4 separate regions of the Sus scrofa genome follow, and regions 1, 3 and 4 are each linked to region 2. Evidence: chromatin contacts called from public HiChIP or PLAC-seq data. All regions are on one chromosome and are shown on one strand. Each heading gives the region's core, a stretch centred on a gene start, on an enhancer-like site or on the middle of the called end of the contact. The rest is flanking DNA. Distances are from core to core; before and after follow the strand shown.

Evidence for each region. HiChIP or PLAC-seq counts read pairs in DNA pulled down with a chosen protein or histone mark.
Region 1: a contact with region 2 is called in an H3K27ac HiChIP or PLAC-seq map of alveolar macrophages. The contact joins two enhancer-like sites. A contact is called at or near these places in 2 of 2 datasets of contacts at active chromatin or transcription factors (alveolar macrophages and skeletal muscle).
Region 3: a contact with region 2 is called in an H3K27ac HiChIP or PLAC-seq map of alveolar macrophages. The contact joins two enhancer-like sites. A contact is called at or near these places in 2 of 2 datasets of contacts at active chromatin or transcription factors (alveolar macrophages and skeletal muscle).
Region 4: an H3K27ac HiChIP or PLAC-seq map of alveolar macrophages shows a contact between it and region 2. The contact joins two enhancer-like sites. A contact is called at or near these places in 2 of 2 datasets of contacts at active chromatin or transcription factors (alveolar macrophages and skeletal muscle).

The regions. Positions count from the first base shown.
Region 1 is chr5:47,743,775-47,748,229 of Sscrofa11.1, forward strand. RASSF8 (ras association domain-containing protein 8) reads right to left here. Exons shown (of 6, transcript XM_005653134.3): 3 at 4,240-4,403. The coding sequence starts at 4,342. Among named protein-coding and RNA genes, the nearest start is that of BHLHE41, 58 kb to the left of the region's middle. Within about 2 kb of position 2,332, at least 1 of the 83 cell types and tissues checked has an H3K27ac peak or open chromatin away from gene starts, as enhancers often do. A contact at or near this core is called in alveolar macrophages, where this site is marked.
Region 2 is chr5:48,396,829-48,400,938 of Sscrofa11.1, forward strand. LMNTD1 (lamin tail domain-containing protein 1) reads left to right here. Exons shown (of 18, transcript XR_002344073.1): 18 at 1,839-3,073. Among named protein-coding and RNA genes, the nearest start is that of KRAS, 110 kb to the right of the region's middle. Within about 2 kb of position 2,198, at least 81 of the 83 cell types and tissues checked have an H3K27ac peak or open chromatin away from gene starts, as enhancers often do. A contact at or near this core is called in alveolar macrophages and skeletal muscle, where this site is marked.
Region 3 is chr5:47,699,482-47,703,800 of Sscrofa11.1, forward strand. It overlaps LOC106509230 (a long non-coding RNA gene), which reads left to right. Exons shown (of 3, transcript XR_002344069.1): 1 at 1-2,803. Among named protein-coding and RNA genes, the nearest start is that of BHLHE41, 14 kb to the left of the region's middle. Within about 2 kb of position 1,955, at least 11 of the 83 cell types and tissues checked have an H3K27ac peak or open chromatin away from gene starts, as enhancers often do. A contact at or near this core is called in alveolar macrophages and skeletal muscle, where this site is marked.
Region 4 is chr5:47,768,958-47,773,395 of Sscrofa11.1, forward strand. The region is part of intron 2 of RASSF8 (ras association domain-containing protein 8); the gene reads right to left. Among named protein-coding and RNA genes, the nearest start is that of RASSF8, 76 kb to the right of the region's middle. Within about 2 kb of position 1,389, at least 3 of the 83 cell types and tissues checked have an H3K27ac peak or open chromatin away from gene starts, as enhancers often do. A contact at or near this core is called in alveolar macrophages, where this site is marked.

The DNA.
Region 1 (4,455 bases), core at 1,082-3,581, 650 kb before region 2:
CGCAGACGCAGCTCAAATCCTGTGGCTGTGGTATAGGCTGGCAGCTGCAGCTCTGATTCGACCCCTAACCTGGGAACTCCCATATGCCACAGATGTGGTCCTAAAAAGCAAAAAACAAAACAAAACACCAATAGAGATACATAGAATATGGCAGATGGGGAGTGTGTGAGTTGTGTGTGCAGGTATGTATGGACAGGTGGACAGGGAGGGGCTCTGTGAGAAGATGACAGTTAAGCAGCAAGCCAAGAGAGTGAATCAAGAACATATTTGGGTGCATAGTATTCTCAGATGCAAGACTGAGGCAGAAGTGTCTCTAGTATACTTAAGATGAAATAATCAAAACTAAGTGATAGGAAATGAGGTTGGGGGTAAAGCAGGGATTCATTTAGGGCCCTGAAAACCATTGGAGGGACTCAGAGATTTTCTCAGTGAGTCTGGAAACTACTAAGGGGTTTTGAGCAGATGAGTGATATGATGCATATTTTAAAAGTATTACTGTAAAAGAAATCTGTTGCGATTACGATGGAAGGGCCCCGGATGATACAGAGAAATGAGCTTAGAAGGGTACTGCAAAAATCTAAGTGAGAAATGACTGTGGCTTACATCAAGTGGTCGAATATTTAAAATTGGGAATGTTTCAGAAAGCCCAAGGTGTATAGTAACAAAACACAGTACACTCCTGCTGGGCAGTTTAACCACTTGATGCAGATTAAGTGTGTCAATCATGGTTTCACTTTTAGTTACTGTCTATAATTTGAGGATATGTTCTTCTTCTACCACCTAAATATAACCTGTCAAGGTAGTCAAAGATCAGAGTAGAAAGGATTACTTTCTATACTATTAGATACATTAGATAAATCTATACTATTAGATACATTAGATAAATCTTTTTATCACATTATGTTCTATCTTTAGTGCTTTTATAATTTAATTTGATTGATTAGTAGCACTGAGTCAGCAAGTGTTAGCTGTCACATATATTTGCAGACAGCCAAACTGTGTACAGGCTTTTATATCCTGGTTTCCTGAAAGCAATTTTAGCTATCTAGAAAAACTCAATCATTCCTACACACTGTGCCCCACCTCCATGAGGCAAACACATAAACTTAAACCCAACAAAGCTATTCTACATGTGGTTTCACTAAAAATTATTTATTTATTTAGTCTTTTTAGGGCCGCATCTGCAGCATGTGGAAATTCCCAAGCTAGGGGTTGAATCGGAGCTGCAGGTGCCTCCTACGCCACAGTCATAGCAATGCTGGTTCTGAGCTTCATCTGCAACCTACACCACAGCTACCAACAATGCAGGATTCTTAATCCACTGATAGAGGCCAGGATCAAACCTGTACCCTTATAGATACTAGCTGGGTGCATTACCACTGAGCTACAAAGGGAACTACTAAATGTTTTAGAAACATATGCAGTTTTCCTTAGTCAGCCTATATTCTACTATTAGTGTAACTAAACTTTTACTGTTACACTATATTCTACTACTAGTGTTAACTAAACTTTTACTGTATTAAGCCACAGAAATTCTGTGTTTGTTATAATAGAGATTTTACGTAATTATAAATTCTCCGTTATTTCTTATACTAGAAATAAGGTCATAATACTGTAAAATTTTCATTTAGTGTTTAGACTCTGAATATCAATAACTCTCATGACAAGACAGATAAAGACTGAAGTATAATAGCAGAAGCATATTGAATGTGATGCTGAGAAAATCTTAAAGCACAACAGAAGCAAGGATCTTGGTTGCCAGTTGAATCATCCCCCAGGTGAGTTCTGAATTCAATGAAGTATTTATAATTCAGAAAAAGAGTTGTTTAGTCAGGTTTGGAGAAATATCATAAAGCATCCACGTATTCATGGGAGTTCCGTTGTGGCTCAGTGGGTTAAGGAGCCGATGTTGTCCTCTCTGAGGATGTGGGTTCAATCCCTGACTTCACTCAGTGGGTTAAGGGTCCAGGCATTGCCAAAAGCTGTGGCATAGGTTGCAGAGGCAGCTCAGATCCAGTATTGCTGAGGCTGTGGCACAGGCCTCAGCTGCAGCTCTAATTTGACCCCTAGCCCAGGAACTTCCAAATGCTGCAGATACGGCTGTAACAAGAAAAAAAAAAAAAAGGATCTGTATTCAAGTTGTCAAGCTGTCAACTTTTCAAAACAGTCCTGGACTGAGTTGTTGAGAAAGCAAAAATGGGGGAGTGGGGGTAGGTTCAGTTAAAGCTTCTTTTCAACTTTTTCACAAACAAGTACTCTCTTTAGTCCAAATGGGGACATGGACACACACACCCCTAGGCAGTTCCCCTTGAAATTCTGTGTAGAGAACATAGTTACCATGTGGACAGATACAGCTTACCGCACTCCTCAACTACCTCAACTTCCCTAAAAACTATTCACTGTTGGTGTTTTTTTTTTTTTTTTTTAAACCACTGACCATGGCTTGATTCTCAAAAATAACAAAGAAAGTTAGATTGATACTTGCTAGTTCTAGTTTTCTTTAAGCAGAAAACAAAAAAAAAACCCAACAATACTGCATATTTTAATTAAAATAAATTGTGATGCTTTTAAAAGGGGGAATTTACTAATAAATTAGTTGCAAAGAATATGAAATAAAATTAAATTGCCTTAATTAAATGCCTAATTTCCCCCTCTTTAATAATTAAGCTGAGGTCCACAAATATAATATTAGTGCCAAATGCAGGACAATTTCATGGAATGTGAAAACTTCGTATTTTCACCATTGTTTTAATACATGAGTGTGCTATATAGTATTTAAGTAAAAAAAATCAAAAGATATCTGTGTTAAAGCTTCTGTCTTTGTATAGTGTCACTGCCAACGTCTAATAGTGCCTCTGCCACAATGCAGGGGCACGACCACCTCTACAAAATGCTAAGGTGCCATGGTGTCAGTGACTTGTCTCCATCCTGAGCTAACATGACATGCTTCCGATATAAACTAGCATGACATAAAAATAAACTTTTCATAAGGAGCTTAAAGACAAAGAGGCACTGAGCACCTAGCATGGTGAACATAGTTTCTTCTTAATACAGCTGACCCTTGAACAACACAGGGGTTACAGGCGGCAACTCTCCAGGCAGTCAAAAATCTGCATGTAACTTAAAGTCATCAGCTCTCTCTATCTGCACTTCCTTGGCATCTGTGAATTAAACCAATGTTCAATTGTGTATTATTTACCACTGGGAAAATACTGCATATAAGGGATTCTCACAGTTGAAACCCATATTGTTCAAGGGTCAACTTTTACATGTTTGTTCAATGACAGGATTAATTTAAGATGCAAATATAAACTTTAGCCCACATTACTGGCTTTACTGGTGTAAGTGCCTTATGCCCTCATTGTGTTCCAAAAGGAATTAAGGCAACTAAAAAAACATTCATAAGATATGATAAACTGAGAGTAAATAAGGAGTAAAGTTGCAACAGGGTAGGTGAGATGGAGCTGGTAAGCATGGGTTTGACAACTTTTTCTTCACTGTGTGAGATTTAAAGAGTACACATTGTCTTTCTAATGAAAAGCCATGTCATTGAATTTCTTGCATTTTCTTTTCTAAAAGTATTCAGACTAGGAGTTCCCATTGTGGCACAGTGGTTAATGAACCTGACTTGGGACCAGGAGGTTGCAGGTTCAATCCCTGGCCTTGCTCAGTGGGTTAAGGATCCGGCATTGCCGTGAGCTGTGGTGTAGGTCGCAGATGCGGCTTGGATCCCGCGTTGCTGTGGCAGTGGTGTAGGCCAGCGGCTACAGCTCTGATTAGACCCCTAGCCTGGGAACCTCCATATGCTGTGGGAGTGACCCCAGAAAAGGCAAAAAGATCAAAAAAAAAAAAAAAAAAAAAGGTATTCAGACTAAAAGGTAAATCGGATTCTTCCTAATGAGGGGTCTGAAAACCACAAATCAATGTTTTGGCTCAAGGAAATATTTTCAGTTCTGGAAATCATTATTTAGGATAAGCAGCAGAAGAGAAGACAGTACAGACTCTAGAGTCAAGACCAATAAAATCTGGGGGAGGCAAGCAGAAGTGTCTTCACAGATCTACTTAGGTTCAGGGAAATTATAATACAGTAACAAGTAAAAGTACACCCAAGAGATGTATTATGGAACCAAATGAACGAAACTCATGAGAGATCTATACTTACAACAAAAAGAAACAACCAACAACAGGAATCACAGCAAAAAAACCACTTTATCTCAGATACCCAGCGAGTTCACTTACCTATTGCTTGAGCTAGGGCTATGACAACTTCCTGGCAAGTTGTGACTTCAGTGACCCCACAAACAATCCTCTGAACTCCGTCCACCCATACTTTAAGTTCCATGGTGCCCCAGCCAGTCACCCAAGGGCCCTGAGACTGGTCATCAAGGTATCAGGTCATTTCTCTAGGAAAACATGGAAAAGGCAGAGAGTCTGTGCAGTGAGCTAAAAAGAGGG
Region 2 (4,110 bases), core at 948-3,447:
GGACATCAGAAACACTAATTAAGACAGAGGGAGGAGTTCCCTGGTGGTGCAATGGGTTAAGGATCTGGTGTTGTCGCTGTTGTGTCATGGGCTCAAAAAGGAAAGAGAGAAATAAGCTGAGAAGCAAAAAGCTTGATTGCAAGTAGTCTGTATTTGGAGTTCCTATTATGGCTCAGCAGAAACAAATCTGACTAGCATCCATGAGGACACAGTTCGATCCCTGGCCTCGATCAGTGGGTTAAGGATCCAGCGTTGCCATGAGCTGTGGTGTAGGTCGAAGACAAGGCTCAGATCCCAAGATGCTGTGGCTGTGGTGTAGGCCAGCAGCTACAGCTCCAGTATGGCCCCTAGCCTGGGAACCTCCATATGCCACAGGTGCGGCCCTGGGGGGGAAAAAAAAGGCAAGTAGTCTGTATTCAAACCAGTCCATTGTAAAGATTCATAGGACTCAACACTAAAAAATTATTGGGAAAAGTATTTCGATGATTAAAGCATGTTTTTCTTACTTTAGTAGCTGTTAGTGCAGAAAATAATGACTGTAAAAAAGCCTATCTTCTGTTTTAGTATTCTAAAGCATAAACTGGTGTTACAATGGAAATGAGAGTGATACATAACGTAGTATTCACAACTAAATGATCTTCCTTGCTTAGCAGTAATGATTAAGATGCCTAGAATTACAAAGTGACTTACAAAAAAAATGTTAGTGAAAAAAATCCTAAGGTTCATCTTGCCGTCTTTGAGATGGGCATACCAACCAAGGGTTTTACTTTTCAGAAGCGTTGCCCATAAACTATTTGGCAGCAGAGGGCGCTCTCCTGTTAAAATCCAAAGTTCTCATTTAAAAGCTGTTAGAGGCTCATATTCGCTAGCGTCCAAATACCGTTGTTGAAAGTATTGTCAAAAAGCAAAGGAGTCCGAATGAGTTTTGAGTTTTATTTAGGGGAGAAGGACATCAGACCAGAATAGTTACGAACCATAATTTAATGAGACCTTAGATTTTTAGCAATGCTTATTCACTTCAAAATGATTGTATTTGATTCATTCCAGTAGTATTTCCTGAGGAAAGACACAAACATATACTTCTAGGGTCATCCTCCGATACTGTTACGGGACGGCTTGAAAACTTAGCATGCGCTGTGTGCCCAATAAGAGCAGGACATCTTAAAACAAAATGAAAATAATCATATTTATCGCATTCGAAAGTATGCAATTCACTATGTCACAGATTTTACCTAAAAAATGTTTACAACGAGCAGTAGATACTATGTCTCTATGAAGAGATAAATGTTTGGTAATATCTGAATACTAATATAAAATAATGTCTGCATATTTATCTCCAGTGATCAATGGCATCCTCTGGAGAGAAACCTGTGAGCCAATAACCCGCACCTCGGGTTGTTCCCGAATTCCAAAGCGTGGTCTTTCCCCCACCCCTCTGATCCTCTCAGCCACCACCCGCTCCCCAGAGCGAACCAGCTCTGTTCAGGGCCAAGTTGCTGAAGATTTTCAATCACTACCAGAGATTCTTTTCCCTTAGAACCACAATGTGGCATGTTTCCGCATCGCCGCTTTATATTGGCTAATTGGTGCTTTTTTAAAAGCTTAACTTTAAACCAGGAGGAATCATACATTTTGCATTTTCTGAACACTCCCTTGTTTCGTTTTCAAGCTAACGAGGTCTTACGAGTGAACATGCAAAAGCCTTTTTTGAACACCCCAAGTCGCAAGTCATTGGACAGGGCTCTAGCTGCGTGTCCAGGTCTCACGTGGTGCCTGTGCGAGCCACCCAGAGCGTTTGCTCTGGTGAAACCCTTAAAACTTTCTTTTTCTTTTTGTAGAAAGCAAAAACACCCCTGTCTAAATGCGCCGGCCCAGTGCCTGTCAAGAGATCCTTATGGGAGGCCGCCGGCGTCCCAGAAGACCGCCGCATGACTCAAGACTCGAAAGGTTCCCGAGTTCAAGCTACTCTGGACGCCGCGGCTGCTTCGCGCTCGTCGCCGGGCCGCGCAGCCGCCACCCTGATGTCCCCACCCGCGGGTCCGCGCGCCCCGCGCGCCCGCTGAGGGGGAGGGGCGCGCTCGGCCGAGGTCGCCGCCCGGTTGTGCAATCCGGCTATGCAAATAAGCGGGGTTACGACAGCCAATTAGAAGCCGGCTCTGCCGTGACGCGCGCGCCGAGAGCCCGTAGTATTTATAGATCGTATTTAAAGAGCCCTTGGGAGTCTCCCCGGGCTCGGCTGGGCGGCGGCGGCGGCGGCTGCAGGGCTGTAGTTGGCCGGGCGCGAGTGAGGTGGCGGGGCGGTCGCTGCTGGTACCGTCCCTGTGGGGGTGTTGGGCGTGGAGGAGTGTCAGAGCACGTTCTATAGTAGTTTTTACCCACTTCCTAGCTCGGTTTCTGGAGAGGAGGAGGAAATGGTGCAGTTTCCACAGTAGTTTCGCTTCAAACAAAGCCGGGGATTTGGAATCTCAAAGCTCAAGGTGGGGGATGGGGGCAGCAGGTTGAACCGACCCCGCCCGGGCCCCTCATTTGAGCCACAAACCGCCGCCGTTTCCTGGTGCTGAGCTGTGTAGAGGCACCCTTCCTGGGGGGAGGGGAGAACAATACCGCCTGAAAAGCCAAAAGTCGCGGAATTTGGGGGCGGGGTGTATTCGTAGAAAATAAATTACGAGATAGTGGCCCTGATTATCTTGGCGTTGAGTCGACTGATCTTCAGACTTCCTGGCCAGCGAGCTGCACACTGCAATGCGAAAGCAGGAAACTGGCATTACGTCAGAAGAGAGGAGACCCAAATTGCAACGGTTGCATCTGCAGGCCTGGCTCTTTTTCCTTGGAGAGGTTCCGGGGTCCGGGCCCAGGGTGCTGCCCGAGCCAGGCGTCGCGGGCTTTCACGCCGAGGGCCCACCCCTGGCGGCACCCGGGGACCCCAGGCCCGGGCGCCTATAGCCCTAGCCCTCAGCCTCTGCACGTTGTCCTCCCCGGAGGGCTCTTCAGCAACCACGACTAATTCCTTTTAAAGATAGCCCCGCGCCTAGCTGGATGTCTTAAATTCCCGGGGAGGGGGAGAGGGCGGGGTGTTGACTACTGCCCTTAGTTGAGCAGGAGCTCATGTCCACCTCGGGAAAGCAGGTGGCAAAGGGGAGGAATCCCAGCCTAGTGTAGAACAGGACGAGTTATCCCCACCTGGTCAAGGATCTCAACCTTGAGGGGCGTGGTCACAGGAAACTTGTTTTCTGCCAGGGACCCTGCTCCTGAGGCTTTGCCACTGCTTCTTAGAAACTGCTTGAGGATGGACCGCCGTGAAGCAGGAGGATATCGTGAATTAGTACATTCTGTCTCTTGGAAAACTTTGAAGAGTTTGACTCTAGCCTCACCTGCTCCCTCACTCCCTGGCTCAGGGTCATTACAAGGTAACTTAAGTAACCTGTTCTAGGCTCCTGGCCCACTCCACCTGGGAGCCAAGCTTAGCACAAAAAAGGTGGCCACAGTAGCTAATGATTATTGTTCTGTGCTGGGTGCTGAGCGTTTTGGCAGACTATCTCGTTTAATTATCACCATAACTGCATGAGGTGAGTACTGTTATTCCCATTTTGCAGATAAGGAAACAGATAAGAAGAATCAGTTGTTTCCCTGTGGATGGGAACCAGGCAATCTGAGGGCAAAGCCCGCACTTTCTGTGCAGGGTGGGGAGCTGACTTTGATCAGGGGACCTTCCAGGTTCACCTCACCTCACCAAGAAGGCCTTCATTGGTCCCTGCTGTTTGTCAAACTCAGTAAACCTAGTCCTGCTTAAACATGGTGTTGGGTGGCCTGTTTAATCCCCTGGAGTAAGAGACTGCTCCAGAACACCCAAATTATCTAAGCCAGTTTTCTCATTGCTCTGTATTTGCAGCAGTATCTTATGAAGTTGTTTAATGATTAACTTTATAAAGCACTTGATTCCTAGCGCAAGCCATTGGATAATGTCAGATCCTGTTTAACCCATTAAACATATAGGGAAGCTAAAGAACCAGCTGAGTTATCATGTAAGTTAGGAGTGGGGCTGGGTTCAGAAATAGCTGATAGCCTAATTCAAGGTCAGTGAGTCCTGTCTTTGCTTTTCCCTTTGGTTGC
Region 3 (4,319 bases), core at 705-3,204, 700 kb before region 2:
GACTGCTGTAAGCTAACAGACATTCACAAAGCACAAAAGGAATTCATTGTTTGTTGTTTGCCTTGTAATGATGTATATGCATAAGGTCTTATGGGTTGAGTTTGAGTAACACTCCCCTATGACCCAGACTGTTTGCACCAGACAGCTTAGTTATTAAAAATACTCTGAAAGTTGAAAAAGCAAAGATAGATTTCAAACATTCGCTCAACAAACATATATTGAGCTCTTATTATGGACCAGACATGGGGGATACAACAAGTGACCCATACAGACTAATTCATCAGCCGTCGTGGTGCTCAAAACTTCAATAAAGCCTCACAAGTTCTCAGATATTTGCCAACTAGTTATTAATTATGACAACAGCAATCATATCCCTCTGCCCTAAATTTTTTTTTTTTTTCAGTTGGTGCTTATGAAGATGTCAGAAAAAAGGCATCTGTTCCCATCCCTTCCTGTCTTCCTCTCTCCCTTCCCTCACTTCTCTGGAGCCATACTAGCCTCCCTGCTGCTCTTCCAACCAGACAAGCTTGATCCTTTCCCAGAATATTTGCACTTGTTTATCCATCTGCTTGTGACATGCAGCCCCCAGATGGGGGATAGCTGATTCCAGTCACACCCCACCTTTTTTTTAGATCTCTGCTCAAATGCCACTTCTTCAGAGAGGCCCTCCCTGAGCAACCCGAAGGCAATATATAAAATGCCACCCATCCATCATTCTTTATTTTCGCTCTGTTTTTTTTTCCTGTAGCAAGTATCACCCTTAACATCTTCTGTGTATACTGATGTATATGAATACACAGACATACAAATAATTTGTTTACTGCTTATCTCTCTTGTTAGGAGGAACAGGGACTTTGTTTTGCTCATTGCTGTTTGTCTAATGCCAAGAATGGTAACTTGCAATAAATAAATATTTATATATTTGCCTTTTAAAAATAAACAGGTATTGATCCCCAATAAATATTTGCTGAATGAATGAATGAACATTCCTGGCAAGCATTTCAGCTTGATTACCTTACCAAAGACAACAGAACACGGCCTCTCAGAGCATCCCCTTCCATGTTTTAACTTCCTCAACACTGGGTAAGCACCTGCTGTTTTCCAGGCACTGTGTAACACAGAGATATCAACAAGGGGTAAGAAGTCAAAGGCAGTTAACATCTGGTACCTGCAAATGGAAAAAGATTCAGAATGATTTGGAAGCTGATTGAATTTTATTGTTGCAATTAAATCATAGATATGGTATTTAAGCATTAATAGAATTCCCATAACAATAGAGTTAATATCAATTTCACCTTAGTCCAAATGATTACAGATTATGTTAAAAGAAATTGTTCACTTAACTGAAATAACTTCTTTGAGAATTAAAATTAGTCTGATAATTTCCCCATCCCCTGAGATAGTAAGAAAAAGCTGCAGTAACCCTGTAGAAGAAGTAAGTTTCCAAAAAGATTGCATCTCAGCTTTCAGATGGCAACTGAACCTGGGTGGAAATGTGTGGGACCCTCTGAATTCAACCCATGATGGAATACACATCGCATCTCACAAGGGTTGGAAAGTCCCAGGTGCTTCTGCACTTCACTGGCTCTCCAGATGTGATAACCCTTATACCTTGGTCAGTGAACTTCTTCAAGGCAAAAGCCTATATCTATTTATCAGTGTATGCTCAGCACCTAGCACAATGCCTGGCACACAGTAAGCACTCAATAAACAACTGTTGAAATCCAAGCTCTGTTCTCCGTTCCCACAATCATTGTTCCAGTTCCAAGCTTTATCATCTCTCACCTGGATTATTGCAAGAACCTGCTCAATGGCCTTTGTCCAGACTTTCTTTCCCCATACACTGGCCACTCTGCTGGCTCAGTTAGCTTTTTAAACACCAATAGTGCACTAAAGAATAGTCGGGGACAACCCATCACATGAAGGCATGAAAGCTTAAGCTTCCCTCCTAGTTTCACTTCCTTTTACCCTTCTCCTATTGCCCTCAGCCAGATGATGGGTGTCGACAGACTGCCCTAATTGCACTGAACTACATGTTCACTCCTTTGCTTTATGTTCTTAGCCCTTTCTTTAAATCTCCACTTGGCTGTTTCAAACCTCACTCCACAAACGTGTGTGCAAGAAATGATGTCCTTATTTCTCTCATTTAGTCTAACTTCAAGCCACCTCCCCAAGGGCTGATGGGAAATGACTTCAGTCGTGGGCTGTCCCACGTCCACCCTCCTCAGGATTTCGCAAGAACCTGGGGTGCCAGAATAACAGGGAAAGGAGCTCTTCGTACTCAGATTGTCAATGGTCAGTGTCTGAGCCTGTCACTTTCTGGGTAGGAGTCTTTACTGAAGGAGAAGAAAAGAAAATGGAAAAATGCAATGAGAACAGACATCAGTAGTGTCTCAGTAAACTACCCGGTCACGCTTGGGCTCTTCACATTGTGTTGTAATTAACTGGGTGTGTCTCCCACACCTGGGCACCCACAACACTGCTGCTACTCAAATTGGCACCACCTCCAGCATTGCTTGGCCCTCACTTCTGTGACTGTTTACTTGGTGTTATTCTTTCTGCGGTTTCTTCTCCCAGACCTCTCTCCCACTTACTTTAAGACCTCTGCTTATCTCCTCCATTTCAGGAAAACCCCTACTTCATCAGGAGAATTCAAAACATTGGGCATCACCTCCCTAACTCTCAGCCCTTCCTACCTGCCTCCTCCCACACCCTGGCTTCCCTTCCCACTGTTGCCGAGGGAAAAGTGGCCCTCCATTCGTGCCACTGATAATCGATGGAAATCCACCGTCCTGTCTGCGCAGTGAGTCTGGATCTCTGTTGAGGAGTCCTGTTCATCATTCATTGTATTCCTGGAGTCCAGTACCCTGCCAGGGATAGGAAAGACACCCAATAAACACTTATAGAATAAATGCTTTTTTAGATCTGAGGGCTATACCACAGTTCCTAAAAAATTGTCTAGAGACATAAGACAACTGTTGATATGTGATGCTTTGTGGGTTATTGACACAGAGAGTTTCCCCCTGACTCTGAGTGTGGGCTAAATTTGGAGGAGATAATCCAGGAGGGAATGTAGCTGGCAGCCTATGGAGTTCCTCCTGGGTCAGGTCGGTGCCATCCAGCTGTGAGTTTGCTGTTTTAATACCTCCTATTTGTCTTCTCTGATTACTGCTGGTGAGGCTGGCCTCTGGCACTTGCTGAGGGGAGCAATGGGGAAGCCTCCACGTCCAAGGTGTCACGTTGCTCTCTGCCCCCTCGGGTTCCACCTGAGGACACTGCTCCTGCATTAGCAGACTGTCCCTTGGGGAAAGACAGTAAACACCAAGCTTTCTTACTCCTTGTATGTTTTGAGATGTTTTTCTATTCTCCTTAACTCATAAACTTTGAAAAAAATTTTTTGGTATTTTAAAGTCGCTGTAAATTAGCTAATCAAATTTATCTTTAATCCTACTCTCATATTCTATTTTCTGTCTTCCTTATTATCATGTTCACCTTCAACCTGTTCTTATTTGCGTTTCATCTGTTTAAAATTATTTCATAAATAACGTCATTCTTATTTTTATTTTGACAAGCTATTTTAACCTGCTGGTTTCCTTTTACATTTTATTTTCTTGTCCTCATCTTTATTCAGCTTATTTAATAGTCCATGTTGTCGTTCTGCCTTATGAGTCTTTATAATTCTGGTTGAAAATTTTCCCTGACTCTTCCTTTAAGATTTCCTTATTTCCCAATTTTCAGCTTTTAATTGGTTTTAAGTCTTTCACAATCTTTTGGCATCACATTTTAGTCTTTATTCTCTTTTCCCTTCCTTTTTGGTACTGTACCTTGTCTACATTTTCTCTTGTTTATCATCTGTCCAACATGGAAAATAAGAAAACTTCTCTGCCCCGCCTCTCTTTCTGACAATCATTACTGTAAATACACCATTTTTTTGGCATTAATTGCTTTTTGACACAGCACTCTGTGCAAGCTTTATTTTCATATCATATATTTTTAAACCTGTTTTTTGATTGTTTTAATTAAATTTTTTTTTTTTTTTTTTTTTTTTTTTTTTTTTTTTTTTTTTTTTTTTGCTTGCAAGTAACAAACTCTTTCCAATTACCTCCATTTGTGGGCATTTGATTGTAAGACTAATGTGCACAAGAGGAAACAGGCATCTCAGCCACTGTGGAGGCCGGGCATCATGCCAGTCCTATGGGGCCTCCTCAGAAAGCTGGAACTGTTTGGCTTTGGTTACTAGAACAGCACCACCACCCACAAGTTCAGAAAGAAACGAAATATCAGTGTGGGAATCTTCTTCTATTCTTTGTTAATTCCTC
Region 4 (4,438 bases), core at 139-2,638, 630 kb before region 2:
TTCTCTAGACAATGCCCCTTATTGCCGGCACCGGGACAACTGCTTCCTACTGCTCTGCCCTTGGTGACCACTATTTAAATGGTGTCCAAATTCATTCTTGATGGGTATAAAGCCATAATGTCACCATGCAAACTACTTCATACCATTAAAAAGGGGATTTAAAAAAGATTATTAGACAAGTAAATGATGTTAGTAGAAAAATAAAACTCCAAGATGTACAGGGAAAAAAACCCTCAATTTCTGATCAATTAGATACTACTCAACCACACACATACAAAGTTGTTTTTTTTGTTGTTTTTTTTTTTTTAATAAAAAGACTCAAGTTAGCAATCTTCTGGGCTATATTAAATACTAGTTTCACAGTCATGTTGGCTCTTTTAAAATAAAAATGAAATTAAGAATTCCTTACACTAAAAAAGTTGTTCTAAATAGCTTATTTAAATTTCTAAAATATAATAAATACTGAAATAAGTATCAAAGTTTCCAAGAACAACTGAACTTAAATTTTTACTGAGTAATTTTGCATTTATTCTTCAGTTACAATTTTCCACTTCAGAGAAGTCATTGTCAAAAGGTCTGAGATGAATCTATAAACTGAGTCACAGACTCCCTCCTGACATGCAATCACAGAGGTCTGATCCACCAAGAATATTCAGACTGTTTCTACCACCACTGATCTAAAATTTCATTAAGTCAGTTGTTTCTGATTCTTGTCAGAATGTGGGTACAGAAGCAAGAAGAAAGAAACACCATGGAAACCAGAGAAACCTTTTAATGAGATATCCGACACTACTCATGTTAAATGAAAATATACAAATTGGCACCAACTTTCTTCACATTCTGCTCTTTTCCACATTAAATTAAATTGAGAGGTTGAAAAGGTTTCTTGCCTTTGTTTCCTTTCTATTTCACCTTGCTGCCTATTAAATGAAGGGAATTTAACCAACTCTAAGGAAATGCGCTAGGTTACACTGAATTCCCTATTTCCTGCTTAGTCTGCTTCAGTCTGTGGTACTTTAGAGCAATATTTAGAACTCACTGAAACATGGGATGTTACATCACCAGACTTAACTGCTTTTTGTTTTAGGATGGTCTCCCATCTACCTTACGCCACAGGACAGGCACATAGCTTCCAAGAACATGGTGGCCTTTGGCTGGGATAGAAGGGAGACGTGTCCATAAGAGCAGGAAGAAAGAGCCCCATGCCCTACCTAGAATTTTTATCACTCTTACCATTTCAAAAATTAAAATCTTTTAAAGTGGAAATGATCAAACAAATAATCTTCTTAAAAGTTACTCATTATTCTTCTCTGATAGGCTAAGCAACTCCTTGTCCTCTAGCATTTACTGTCTGTATTTCAAAATCAGGGAACTCTGCAAAACTTCCTGCTTTCTACTTCCTTATTAAAATGCAGAGCGGAAGTGGAGGGGAAATCAAACAAGGGTAGGATACAGTCCAAACACAGCAAAATTATTTATTATATCTTTTCTATGTAATGAACCCATTAAAACTTGTGATACTGGATAAAGAATTGTTTTAAAGTCCAACTAAAATAAAGCAGATTCACCAACAAGCTGTAGAGTTCTAATTGGTTTGCTGTAGACTGCTTTTACTTTTCTAGGGACTTTCTATTTATTGCAAGAGTTTGATTTTAATTTTTATCTGCATTAGTCTCCATGACCTTTATCCTATTTTTGAGATTTATGAAGATTACTCCAGTGTCTCTCCATAAATTTGAATGGGCATTTTTCCAATTGTCCAATAACACTGGTAAAAATTATTAACTCCCAGAAGCAAGGTTAATGAACTTCTTCTCTAGGCTGTACTAAGGCACTGACCCCTCTTGTGTGGGCATGACTATCTAGCCAGTTTTACTCTTGCTTAATGAAGTTGTATGGCTTAATCAGAGTCCATCCCTACCTTCAAAGTTGGCTAAGAAGAGTATCACCTGGGCTAGAAAAAGAGCTTATTCATATATTTAACATGTCTTTTAAAAAATAAATAAATGTTTATGGGAGGGGAAAAAAAAACAGAAAACACTGAAAAGATGAAAGCATAAAGCCATCCACACCTCATTCCTCTGAGATCAGGGCTCAAACTCAGTCTAAACAGCAGATACAATGACAATCTCTTCATCTTAGCTTTTTCTCAGGGAAAATGCATCCAAAAGCAACCTAGTTCATGTTTTCATTGATTCCTTCATTCATTTGCTATTCATGTATATCTGGGTCTCTACTGCTCAAATCTATGAATGTTCCTCACTGACTTTAGGATAAAGTCCATGTTCCCACCTCGATGCAGCCCCTTCCTCAACTACACTTCCCCTTCGTGAGGCAGCCATATCTCCCTTCGCCTCCCTGCCCCAGGAATGTTCTCTCTGCTTAAAACATCTTCCTTCTTACCCACCTCTTTGGGTGAGCCCCAGGAACCCTGCTGGATGAGATGGTGGTAGCAAGGAGCCACCAGCAGTTGCCAAGAGCTTTCTCTATGCCAGGCACACATGCTAACTCAAAATGAACCACTGAAGAAATACTGCTATCATTTCCATTTTACAAATGAGGATGTAGAGGCTATAAAAGGTTAACTGACACAAAATGGCTAGTACAAGATTGAACTAAGATTTGAACTGAGTCTGACTCTAGTCCTTGTTATTAGCAGCAAACCTCACAGAGACCAAGCAGGTTTGCATATTAAATACAAAAAAACAGTTTTCACCTCCACAAAGAAATATGCTTAAAACAAACTAACTCATGGCTCTTTATTCTCTTTATAAGGATGAGTAATATTCACTTTCATTTTGCGTCTATCATAAAAAAACCCAACAGCCCATGATGTAATTAATTTCCTCTCTAAAAATCTGGATAATTAATGCCATTTTTCCAGAGAAACCATTCATATTCTAGAACATTTTAATGTGCTTTAGGATGAGAGATAATAACTTACTAAAAGTATACCTTAACTGAAGAGTGAATATATTGGAAAAATATAAAACTATATGGAAAAGTTCACTATTCTTGTCATTTATGCTGTAAACCAAAAAAATGCTATAAACAACTTATCTTTCTATTGCAACCTGAAGATCACAATTTTACATAGAGCTTCATTATTTACAAAATTCTTTTGATCAAAGGAGCTCCAACATACACAGCCTGAGAGCTGAACCACAGTTTGGGTAAAAACATGATCTCTAACTGATTCCGTTCTGTCTCACTGTGGAGCAGTCAGCAATGTTTAACCTGTCCTTATTTTTACTTTAGAGGAAAAGTCATGTTTCAAGGATGGTGGAAGTATCTGACATATTTAGTTCCTAACATGTCTGCTTTAAAATAAGATCACACAGGAGTTCCCGTCATGGAGCAGTGGGTAACGAATCCGACTAGAGACCATGAGGTTGCAGGTTCGGTCCCTGCCCTTGCTTAGTGGGTTAACGATCCGGCGTTGCTGTGAGCTGTGGTGTAGGTTGCAGACGCGGCTCGGATCCTGTGTTGCTGTGGCTCTGGCGTAGGCCGGCGGCTACAGCTCCGATTAGACCCCTAGCCTGGGAACCTCCATATGCCGCAGAAGCGGCCCAAAGAAACAGCAAAAAGACAAAAAAAAAAAAAAAAAAAAAAAGACCACACACAAAAAATGTACCCTGTAGTACATTTCCAGGTAAGAAGCTCTTTTAACTGATTATGTAATATTTTAGTTTGGGTAGTAAAAGATTCCAGATATTTACTCTAACAGCTTTTGTAGACACATGGGATTAATGTCAGACATGTAATCACTGGCTTTGGAACAGGGCCAGAGTGTGTAGATGTGCTGTTTAATTGTGTTGGCACCCCAGGCATTTCAAACATCAACAGAATTTCTCAGCTGATATTCTCATTACTAATCCTATTTTAAATAATCACAGAAGAGTAAGGAAATTGACATGACACATGCTAAAGGAAATCCATCTAGCTCCTTTTACTTTTAATAAATCTGGAGGTTTTATGGATTTAAAAAAATCTCTTAGGCTATAAACACAGGTAAATATAATATAAAAAACTGTCAGGAAATATTTTCTTCAAAATTCTTTGCTTCACACCAGTGCAACAATTTTCAAAACCTATTTTGTTATCATTCTCCTTACTAAAAATTCATCTGTCCCAAGGGGACGTTTGACTAAACCGTGAAAGTTTCCTGTAAGTCCCAAAACTTGACTCTGGGATATACTTCTCTACACAAATAGTGCTAGCAGTTTGTTTTGAATAAACATTCCAAAGTTCCTTACCTAGATGACTTTGAACAACCTGCTGTGAATCTAAAAGCTTACAGACACAGAAGAATTGTTTTATATTAATGACTCAAATTTCTCCCACTTCCTTTTAGTAAAAATGAAGCAACAAACATAATATTTTCACAAATTTTTCAAAAGACATTTAAAAGTTTTAAAGATGAATAAATCATCACAAA